2 separate regions of the Anser cygnoides genome follow, and region 2 is linked to region 1. Evidence: chromatin contacts called from public Hi-C data. All regions are on one chromosome and are shown on one strand. The core of a region is the stretch at or near the end of the contact, and the rest is flanking DNA. Distances in the headings are between cores, read along the strand shown.

The links. A called contact is a pair of places that touch in the nucleus more often than the background predicts.
Region 2: a Hi-C map of liver shows a contact between it and region 1, with 14 times the contacts expected there. The contact joins the promoter of PRDM15 here to the enhancer-like site in region 1. A contact is called at or near these places in 2 of 7 Hi-C or Micro-C datasets (both in liver).

Annotation. Positions count from the first base shown.
Region 1 is chr1:117,184,287-117,189,687 of Taihu_goose_T2T_genome, forward strand. No RefSeq gene overlaps it. Among named protein-coding and RNA genes, the nearest start is that of TMPRSS2, 40 kb to the left of the region's middle. Within about 2 kb of position 3,320, at least 2 of the 3 cell types and tissues checked have open chromatin away from gene starts, as enhancers often do. A contact at or near this core is called in liver, where this site is marked.
Region 2 is chr1:117,294,455-117,299,975 of Taihu_goose_T2T_genome, forward strand. It overlaps PRDM15 (PR/SET domain 15), which reads right to left and starts at 3,460. Exons shown (of 26, transcript XM_066979151.1): 1 at 3,235-3,460; 2 at 723-758; 3 at 159-204. The coding sequence starts at 195. It overlaps C2CD2 (C2 calcium dependent domain containing 2), which reads right to left. Exons shown (of 14, transcript XM_048071475.2): 14 at 4,765-5,521.

The DNA of each region.
Region 1 (5,401 bases), core at 2,070-4,569:
TATTTGAAATACCTTCATTAAAGAAATCATTTTCCAAATACCAGGTTTCTTGATGGGGAGTCAAGGAGGAACAGGACAATTATTTCAAAAAACTCTTTCCTGGGAAAAAAAAAAAAAGCCCTGCTTTTATATATTTATAGATGTATTACATATATTATACATGTATATACGCATATATATGTATATATGTATATGTATTAATATGTATACACATATTAAAATCTGTCAGAAGAAGAAGCCTAGGTCACTTGCATGAAATACACAGATTTTAAAAATGGTATCTTTCAACACAGAAATCTAATTAATAGACATACTTTTTCTTACTAAATGAAGCAATCCTCTCTAGGGCTGCTATGCCAGTTGTACGCTTGAGTTGAGAGTTCAAGTATTTGTAGACAAATCACTAATGGGGTGCTGAAAGAAATGACCTATTGTTCCTCATGACAAAAGGATGGCTTTGTAATGAATGTCTGTCCCAAAGCCATAAGGTAGAACCTGATATAGGCCAATTTGCATGGTAATGATGATACATTATTGATTCAAACAGAAGTATTTCATCCAGTTACAGTGTAGACCTCTCCCATAATATCTTCTTGTGCAAGTGCATTGAAATCTGTGTTGACATTGAGTGTGTCTGGCTGTGTCACTATGTTTCCAAACAAGCCACTCCTCTCGCCATTGTTTCTTAAACCTCTCTCCAGAGAAATTTATTAACTTCAGTACTAATCCACAATGACAAAAAATATATATATTTATATATGTGTGTGTATATATATATATAAATGTAAACCCAAGAAATCAGTAGTATAGCACTTTTCAACTAGTAAAGGAAGGAAATGCTTTTGTGGGGTGTGGTTGTAGGAGATTATTTCCCTATATTCTACTTTTTTTTTTTCTTCTTCTTGATGAAATTTCTCCAGGAGAGACTATTCACAATAAGCAGATGCAGCAACTGATGAGTGTCTCAACTTAATTTCAGGATTGAATTGCCCTTGTGAGACTTTTATCGCCACATCTGTTTTTCTGCCCTAAACATTAATACTTCTGGAAGGCAACTTGTCTGTTGACACATTGTCTTCCTGCTTCCCAGACAAAGTACTCATCCACACTTGAAATACTTGAGATTTTTCAGGGGAGGGGAAACTAATTTTTTATTTATGTTTGATTATCAGTGGTACTGAATTGTATAAAAGAGTGAAATCAAGAGAGATGTTCATATAAGCACAGGTTTGTTGTCAGCACAGGAATGTCTTGAAAAAGTACAGAGGTCAGCACTTAGGGTAGGTGACTATTCTGTATCTCTGCAGATACGAGCATATAATTAGGTATTTATAGATAAATAAGATGGAATTCCTCTCTGGAGGTTTAATTACTTTTATGGTGAATACAAAACTATAGAAAGCAAGCAAGCAAGAAAGAAAGGAAAGAAAGAAAGAAAGAAAAAGGTCCATAAATGCTTCAGATTAGAGCCTTTCATTTGATGCCACCGGATTTTCAGGTGTCCACTAGGAACTGAATTTAGGGCAATTTGTGTCCTTTTTTCTTCTAGAACCAAGCTTCTATGTTGAAAAACATCTCCAGTGATGAAATACTATATGGCTTATGTAAGTAAAAAATAATAATAATCACAAAAATATAACTATTCTAAGGAGTTCAGCTCAGCAGAAAACAATGAGGGAACCATACTACTGAATTTCTGTACTGTATGATGGGTCCACATCTTAGAAATGATCTGTTAAGCTGTCCAGAAAAACCTGAAACTGGACAAAACAAACAAGCCAATAAATTAATATTAATAATAATAATATAAGTAGATTCTGAGGCTGGAGTAATTTTTCATCCAAAATTATTTTGGTCAGAAAATGCAAGCTTCTGTGTCTTTTATATTACTCACCAAAATGGCTAAGACCTTTTTTGTGGAACTGTGCACGTACACTTGTTGCCACCTGTATCTAGTCTCTGAAGCAGTCAAACAATGACAAAATCCAAGTGAGTAATGGCATTTTTTTCCCCTAAGAGTTTATGTATGCAAGGATTTATATATCCTGTTGTAATGTGACTGAGTTACCATGTGTGGTAGCTTCAGAAATAGAAGCAGTGTGAACTTCCTTACCAGTCAAGGAACTGGTCTACACACTTATTCAGTAAAATGCCAGATTACAGAGCAAGTTCAGTAAGACCAATGGTGATGCCAAAGCTTACTCCTGATGAGACCAGAGTGGTGTCAGTCACCCCACATGCAAGCTAGATAGGAAATTTGGCCTCTGCTCAAACTGAGCAAGACTCTTAAGTTGAAACTGTTGGGTTGGTCATTTTGGAAGCCTGAATTCCTCCCTGTCTTGGAAAGGAATCCCTCGTGTGTTACACTCCAGCCTGGAGTGTAATCAATTCAATCTCTGTTTCTTTCTTTATTTGAACACGCTGCTACTGTTGCCAGTTAAACAGCAAAATGAGGTCAAAAACCACATTTGGAACAGAAATGCTTGTGTTGGTTTAAGGGCAAACTGCCTTTCTGCAGCAGCATTCTGCCCTTGGTGGCAGAGAGGTCATGTCCGTGCACTTTGGCTCTCTTGGTCCCAAATGTCTGCCCCTAACCCTAGGCTCTGAGCTATCCCAGCAGGTCAGTGCTGGCCAGGTCAAGGTAATGGTATGTTGTCTGCATAACAGCCTTGCTTTTGGCTGGCCATGCAGCACAAGGGTTACAAACAGTTCAGCAGGTAGCAGCATCCTAAATTGCTGCTATTAAATTTGGTGTTGCGTGCTTGACCTATGCCCTTAAAAGCTTTTCTGGAACCGGTCTCATTTGTTAAGCCAGCAACTAGAGCTTTGCAATTTCTAAGTTTGTTTTAGTAAACTGATCTTATCTGAAGATCAAAATAGATTTTGAGGGTGCCAAATGCTGTACTCTGCTTGCACTTGTCAGAGCTGATGAAGGTTTCAGGTCGAACATCGCGTTGGGCTCAGCCGTTCCTCGTGTTCCTGTCAGCTTTGGCGAGGCTGTGAGAGGGAGGCGAACCCTCCCGTCCTGCATCATGATCTGACTTCTTGTTTGGTTGTCTGCAGTACACACTGCACTCCAATCTCTGGTTCGATCTGTTGTTATCACAAAAGGTTATGTTTCAGAAAGCCAATATTTAGTTTGGCACACGTGGCATTTTTCTTTTCTGTATCTTACTATTAAATCCCTGACGGAGAGCGTGTTGCTGGATAATGACACACAGATGTCCTCCTTTGGATTTAGGTAATTAAATTGCAGGTGCTGCTAGAGGAATCCTTTCTTCTCTCTATCCAAAGTAATAATAGGCATCTTGTAAAACTTGTCACGTACTTTTATTCTTTCAGCCTCAAACAGAATGAGTTCTGCAGTAACGTTTGGTGGCAGACATCTGCGGGGCTGAGAGTTTTATTTTTCACCTTTATTACTGGTGGTTCAGAGATGCTGAAACACCTTACAACACGTGAGGAGCATTGCACAGCAACTCCAGCGTGTGCTCAGAGGGGCTGGAGAGATGTGGCCAGGAAAGCAGGCTCGGGAGGGCAGCCATCACAGCCAGGTGTGCCTCAGGCCTCACAGATGCTTGGCGGGGAGGGGACTTGGGAGTCCTGGAGCAGGCCCAGATGGGAGACACACTGCTTCTTAGGGATTTCTTCCCGAGTATGGTGGTGGCGGACAGGAGGCATTAAACCACAAACAAGACAAGGTGTCTGCCAATCTGCAGCTTGGGGCGTGAGAGCTGAGTGGAGAGGTGCTTCATGGCCTATGCTGTGTGTGGTGGGTGGTGTCTGCCTATGCACAGAGCTGCTGTTGGGGTAAGCAGGCAGCATTTGGGTGCTTTTCTTTCCCCACAGACCCCAGCTGTCCCCACAGCCTTCAGAAAAGGCAGCACAGGGTCATATCTTTGCACTGTGGCACAGATGGGCCTGTGTCCGGTTTGTCCACAAGGATGGTGGAAATGCTCCTGCACCATACCGTCACCCAAAAAAGAGTTGAACTTTCCCTTCCACCATCCCTGCAGCACGGCCAAAGCCCACGGCCAGCTGTGAGCACGGGGTTTGGTAGCTCCGCGATCCTTCATTGTGTGCTTGTAGCCACGCTGTAGTGTGGAGCAAGGCCCCCCAGGCATTTCCTACATGCATCACAGATGCAATTAAATACAGGGGGGTGTAGGACAAAATAGGCTTGTCTGTTGCTGTTTTGTCAAAATGCAACCAGGACAAATGCAAACTAATTATAAATCTAGACAACTCCCATGTAAAACGCAGCGGTGTGTCATGCGTGTGCCAACACACAGAGCCATTAGTCAGTTGTTGTTCAGGCAAAATTCCCACTGAGTAAGGTCAGAGTAATCACCTCAGGATCTGGCCCTCCTGCCTTCCCCTCCAGCTGCTGTAATGCTCTCTGTGTGATGAGCACAAGGTCCTTTCTGATCTCCGCCAGGTGCGTGTCCCGTACCCAGCGCCGTGCTGAGTCAAGGCCAGGCTTGGCACGGCACCTGGATGTTGCCCATCCTCTCCAGGAGGAGACAAAACCTCCTGGGCTGCCGCATGCTGTCCCCCCGCAGATCCCTCCATTGCTGCATCATGTTGCCAAAATCACCACAGCTGTCTATCAGAGGCCGAGCACCTTCATTATCTCCCCGTCTTCCCCTGGCCATGCCCTCAGCCCACTCTCCCTACTGCTATCTGGTGCACAAGCCCACCCGGCCTTCACATGCTTGCTCAGCCCATGGCCTCCCGCCGCAGCTTCCTGGAGGCAGGGCCACCTCTTTGGGCAGGCCTGGGGCCCACGTATGCCCTCAGGGCCAGTCATGGTAAATTCACCGTACTCTTGAATGCTTTTCTCCGTGTGAGGAGATGCCTCTCTCCCGCCCACAACCCCTCTCTCCAGCTCAAGGCACCCCTCTGCTTCTAATCTGCAGGGATGTACAAAGCCCTTCTTGCGCCTTTCCCCAAGTCAGTGCTGCTCCTGAGCCTTGCAGGGCTCTCCGGAGGTCCCTGAGGTTGTTCTGGCTCCCTTATTGTGGAACAGCTCTCAGGATTTGAACTGGACACCGCTAGGCATGGGGTGAGGTTGCCCCCATGCCGTGCTGCGTTCCCACTCCTCTATTTTGGGTGTTCCCTGTATCCCTCTCCCCATCTCTTTTGTCTCCCTGCAGGGAGGGATTGCATACGTAACTTAAATACCAGGGTCTGTCACTATCCTCCCAGTGCTCCCCACTCACCCGCCCCGTAACATGTACCTCCCTCCTGGGGCTTGCATGCTTGCCCCACACCAGCTCCCCTCTGCCCTCCTTCCTCTCCGCGCTCCACCCAGCTTTATCTTACAGACAGAAGGAGAGATATGACACAAAGCTGTGTTCAGACCTTACTTCACTCAGCTGGTGATCTCTCTCCAATTAAC
Region 2 (5,521 bases), core at 2,210-4,709, 110 kb after region 1:
TATGCTTAAAATTAGCAGCGTTCTCTCTACTCCCCCATAAGCTGTCTGAGCTTCTTTTACATAAATAAAAACTGAGTCTGTTTTAGTCTTTAATTTCAAACGTTCTGCACAGACAAGTCACATCACAAGAAGTAAATCATCTTCCTTCCAATACTTACAAATAAACATAGTCTCATCACTGCCATCTTCAGCCATTTTTTAAACCTGCCAAAACACAAAAGACGAAGTTAGTTCTGAATGAGTTTTACTTTCACCATATTAGCGAAACATCCCGTTACGGAGTGATGATGCTGACTGACCCAGAGCACACCCAAACACACTCCTGGCTCCTGCAGGGACAGAAAAGGAAAATCCCCCAGTGACTGCTGTGTTGTTACATGTGCTGCTGAAGTCACTAGCAAGAAGCCCAAACGGAGCTTCACGGGCACTTCTCTCTAGGCAATGTCATCTTAAGCAATTCCCCTCCCGCCAACCTCCAGCCATTTCTCCGTGTCTCTGCACCCTGTGTTAGAAGCTCTTGTGGAACCTCAGAACAAGCAACATCATATTGCACGGTAGATTAAAAATCATTGGTGAAGGGTTGGATTACTGATTTAATAAACACAACAACCTTAAGAACCTAAACTCTGCAGATATGATCACAGACCTGTTCCAAAGGCAAACGTACAGTTTGGTAACAAGCATCACGAAACAGGAAATCAAATCCCATCTCTGTCACTGACCTGCCATGAAATGGTAACCCACCAATTTGCTTTCACCTGTAAAATAAGGATAATCCATATTCACTTTTATAAACCAGTTTTACCAGTATGTATTAAAAACTCTCATAAGCACTATTTATTGCTCCTCGATGTCTAGACGATCTGAATTACTTTTGGCAAGCAGCCTGTGATTATGCATGACTAAGATCACACAAGTGGGCTCTAGAAGACAGTTCTCCCTTTTCGAACCTTGAAATTCTCCTCTTCAAATAAGGAATCTTCCCAATGCCCCAGCAAGAGGCAAAGCAACACGAAGAACCTGACTTAAGTCCAAGAGAGAATGAGGCTGCAGAAACAGCAAGGACATTGGTCAAGAAGAAAACAGGCAAGAGTAAGAGCCTGAACCCGTGAGGAGGAGGAGGACAGAGGAAAGGAAACATGACCAAAGACACACCAGGCTGGCAGAGGCCTGTTTGAAAAAAGGCATAGAATTTGCTACTGCAACAACAAAAACCTGTCCAAAGATGCACACAAGCCTGGGCACCCCAGCCTCCCTGCATAGCCCTCCCAAATCCTTCCTCTCGCCGGCAGCACAGCCCCTCCTAACGCCTGCTGCCTTGTAAGGGGCTATTGCTGCCAACGTAGCACCAGCCGTTTATGGCTCCCGGGGATTAAACACACGTAACAACACATTTACACGTTTATACAGAAGTCTGGTGCTGGGCAGAAGCAGCAAATCAGGGAAATTCCCCAAAGCTCTCTTCCTGAAAGCAGTATACGCAATGAAACAGGTAACTAGTACAAAACAAGCCATAGAAAGTGAATCATAGACTGATGGCAAGAACGGTTGTGTTTTGCTTCCTAACCAAGATGCTCTGTGGATGCTCTGCACTATTTCAAGAAGTGTATGTCCAGTTATTTTTAGACAGTTTGTGTCCTGACAAGACTTTCGTCCTAAATACGGCTGAATTAACAAGTACTCTTCTCGGTCAGTGGTTCAGATACACAGGGGACACTGTGCAGCAAGATCAGCAGCACCTCTGTGCAACCTGCTTTTCAAAGGTGCACGTGCTTTCCTGTGTCACACTTCCCAACCAGCAGATTGATGACATGCAGCGTTACCAGAGCACCAAGGTCAATCTTGCTCTAGCAGCCCTAAGATCAGAATAGCAATAAAGCAGGGGGAGAAATCATAGTGGCATAAATACCGGTCAAGGTGATGGAGAGAAACTGCCAAGGTCCCTCACACGTACCTCACTTCACTGAGGAGACTCTATATGTCAGCTATTATCTGCATTAGCTTAATTTTCAGTTTTGTAGCAAGCGCTTTCACTTTCCACAGAGCAAACTTTCTGATTCAGCCTCCATCTTTCCTGTGCTCAGCACAGTGACCTGCTGTGCTCTGAAAAAAACAGGAACGGGCATTAGGTGTCAAATACAGCCGCGTCTCCGCGTGCAGGTGCAGGAAGAGGACTGACTGCCTTGCACTATTAGTCTTTGCACCGTTACGAGCTCCTGAGGGGTCGTCTTCTCCTTCCTGCTTTATTAAAGCGTAAGGAAGGAAGGACCCCAGAAGTGGGTTTAAGGATCCTGCTTTGCAGACGCGCAACTTCTCACCTGTGGGCTTCAAAACCCCTGGCAAACCTCACAAACCCCGTGGGCTTCTGAGCCCAGTGCCATGATGTCACCTGCTCCGGCTGCTAACCCAGGCGCCACACCACCTCACGCGGCGGCACCGCGCACACACTTCACAGGGTTTATTTTACCTTTCATCTCCTGTTACGTTATAGATTTTTTATTCAGGGCTATTTTTTCTTTATTTTGAAGCATTTCTGTCAGAAAAGTATTCCACGAGGCCACCCATCCCGCTGCACCTAACTACACCGCCTTGCACGGACAACCAAAGCCAGTGAGAACTCCCTTTATTTTTCACGTAAATATGTCACTCTCTACATATTTTTCACATTAAAAAAAAAAAAATATATATATATATTTATATATACATATTTCCACACAAAGGGGCATGGATCGCCGGGTGGCCACAACCGAGGTGGAAACGCACTCCGGGGGGCCCTCCCGTGCCCTCAGAGCGGGGCAGAGCGGGCGGGCTCCCCAACGGCCGTAACGGCCGTAACGGCCGCAACGGCCGCCGCCCGTCACGGAGCCCGCGGGGCCGGCGGAGGGCTCCCGCTGGGGCCCGAGCCGCGATCCGGGAGCGGCTCCGCCGGGTTTTGCCTCGGACCCGCGGCGCTCGCCCCCCTCCCTCCCTCCCTCCGCCGCGGCGGCGCGGCCGCTGTAACAAAGAACAGGCGGCGTGGAGGCGGAGGAGGAGGACGGGGAGGAGGGGACGGAGCCGCCGCCGCCGCCGCCGCGCCCGGAGCCCGCCCCCGCCGCCGCCCCGGCCCCGGCCCCGAGCGCCCCCGGGGAGCGGAGGGGGGGGGGGAGCGATGAGGGAGGAGGAGGGGAACCGGGGTGGGGGAGTGGAGGGGGTGTCCGCGCGCGGGGTGGGGGGGGCGCGGGGCGGCGGCGTTACCTGCCCCGGGAACGGCCCGAGCCGGATCGGATCCGGGCTCCGGGTTCCGATCCGCTCCGGAAACCACGCGACGGCGGAAGACGGCGCGGCCGGGCGCGGGGCACGCTGGGAGGTGTAGTCCTCGCCGTGTCGTCGTCCGCACAGCCCCCTCCCCAGGCTGCCGCTGTGGTCGGGGGCCTGTGTGAACGGGATCAATAAACGAATAAATAAAGCGGTTGTCTGAGCGTCGGAGTGCTCGTTTAAGGGGGATAAGCCTGTGCTGTGTAAAAGTGGCCCTGCTTTTCTTCTCTGTGAGGGCAGTGAGGCCCTGGGACGGGCTGCCCAGAGAAGCTGTGGATGTCCCATCCCTGGAGGTGCTCAAGGCCAGGCTGGATGGGGCTTTGGGCAGCCTGGGCTGGTGGGAGGTGTCCCTGCCCATGGCAGGGGGGTGGAACCAGGTGGTCTTTAAGGTCCCTTCCAACACAAACCAGTCTGTGGTTGTCAGATCAGGAGTTAACTGCGCGTTTCTTAGCCAAAGCAGTGTGGGTTCACAGTGCTTGTATGCCTGGACCCTGCAGCTCTAACACGCTTTCTATGTATATTTTTTCAGTATTAGCATCAGGCCGTGAACTTGTGCGTTATACCTGGCTCAATCCTTGGAGCAGAGACGAAAAAAAATGAAGATCCCTTTCATTCACTGTTCAGGAACGATGAACCAAACGACAGAATGTGGCACCACTACGGCACCTGCTTTTAGCTCAGATGCTTCTTGTCACTTTTGCTAGCATACCCTCATAGCATCACAGAAGTTAAAAATAAATAAATAAAGACCCAAGATTAGAGCAGAAAGGAAAATGAGGAAACTTTATCAGGAGACCAGTAGGGAATTTCAGCTAAGCACTTCAAGTATTTGAAATAAACATGCAGATAGATGTGGGCAGTAACTCTCAGCAAGGCAACATACAATTTCCTTGCAAAAGAAGGTGCAACACTCACTTTTGGGAGGGACAAAAAAACACCTCTGTAGCTATTTTCATGTGAATGTTTTGTCTTGTTTTCCTCTGGTCTGGTAGGGCTTGGTGGAAGTATTCATTTAGAAGATAATTTTTTCAGCAAAAAGATTGCAGGAGAACCTTATTCACAGGCAGTGCTCGTTTTAGTACTGGTGTCTTTCATACAGGATCTATGCACTAACACCCCTTTTGCCTCCCAGTATCTCCCCCAAATTACAAATGGTTTCAGGATAATACAATAACACTGAGAGATGAAATAATGAGTAACCACAGTGATTCCACAATTCCCCCTTCCATTGGATTCCCACCCTGTCCATGTTTTAGATAATTCTCAAGGAACAAGAGAGGGCTACTTGTATGGCCGGGCGTGCCCGGATTATCAGAAAAAACCCACTGTGTTGGCAGACAGTAGGTGGAGGAGTCTGCCCCTGGATAAGCAGGTGGAGGGTCTGCATTAAACAACAGGTCAAATTCGTGAAGGAGGGTAGAAAACTGCCTACAAAGGGTGGCTGACTAGGTACGTAGGACAGCACACAACCCAGAGACAAATGGCGTTTATTGTATGTACAGCAGTAGTTATTTCTTTAAAAAATCCTCACGCTTTTTAGTGATGTAATAAATCTGTACATCGTAGGCTTCTTAATTACACCAACTTAATTTTACATACACACACAGAAAAACAACAAAAAAAATAAAACACCACAGAAGTGACCATCACAGTTGTATGCTAGGAAAAAATGTTTTACTCCCCCTGGAATATCAGAGCATAGTACATTATTGGGAAATACAAAGTTACAGGATTGGAAAGACCTCAGATCCCTCCTTCACAGGTACTTCACACCCTGCCAGCACCTTGCATAGTAGCAGTTTGGATATCCTGAGTGAAATGATATTATTCACCCTTGACTTCAAGCAATCCTCCCTGTTATGTAGTTAATCTTGAACTGTTTGTCACCAAGGCTGCAGCTCAGCAACACACCGAGGCATTTGATAACTTAAAACGTGAATAAATCCACCTAGGTGCCGTGGAGGTCAGAGCAGGACGTCAGCTGTGCCTGCTCACAGGGGGAATGAATGCCTTTGGAGCTCTGGTACGCTTCATTCTGGAGCATAAGTGCTTATCTCAAGCTTCAGCTCTACAGTTAAAATGAAGCAATAAGCTAAAACAAAAAAATCCAGATGACTCCCACCTTGTAGAGAGCTCTTGGCCCTTGTAACACCAAGATTTACCAGAGCTAAAAGAGATGTTAAAACAAGAGCAAGGCTCACTTCCCCCATACACATTCAACAGCATT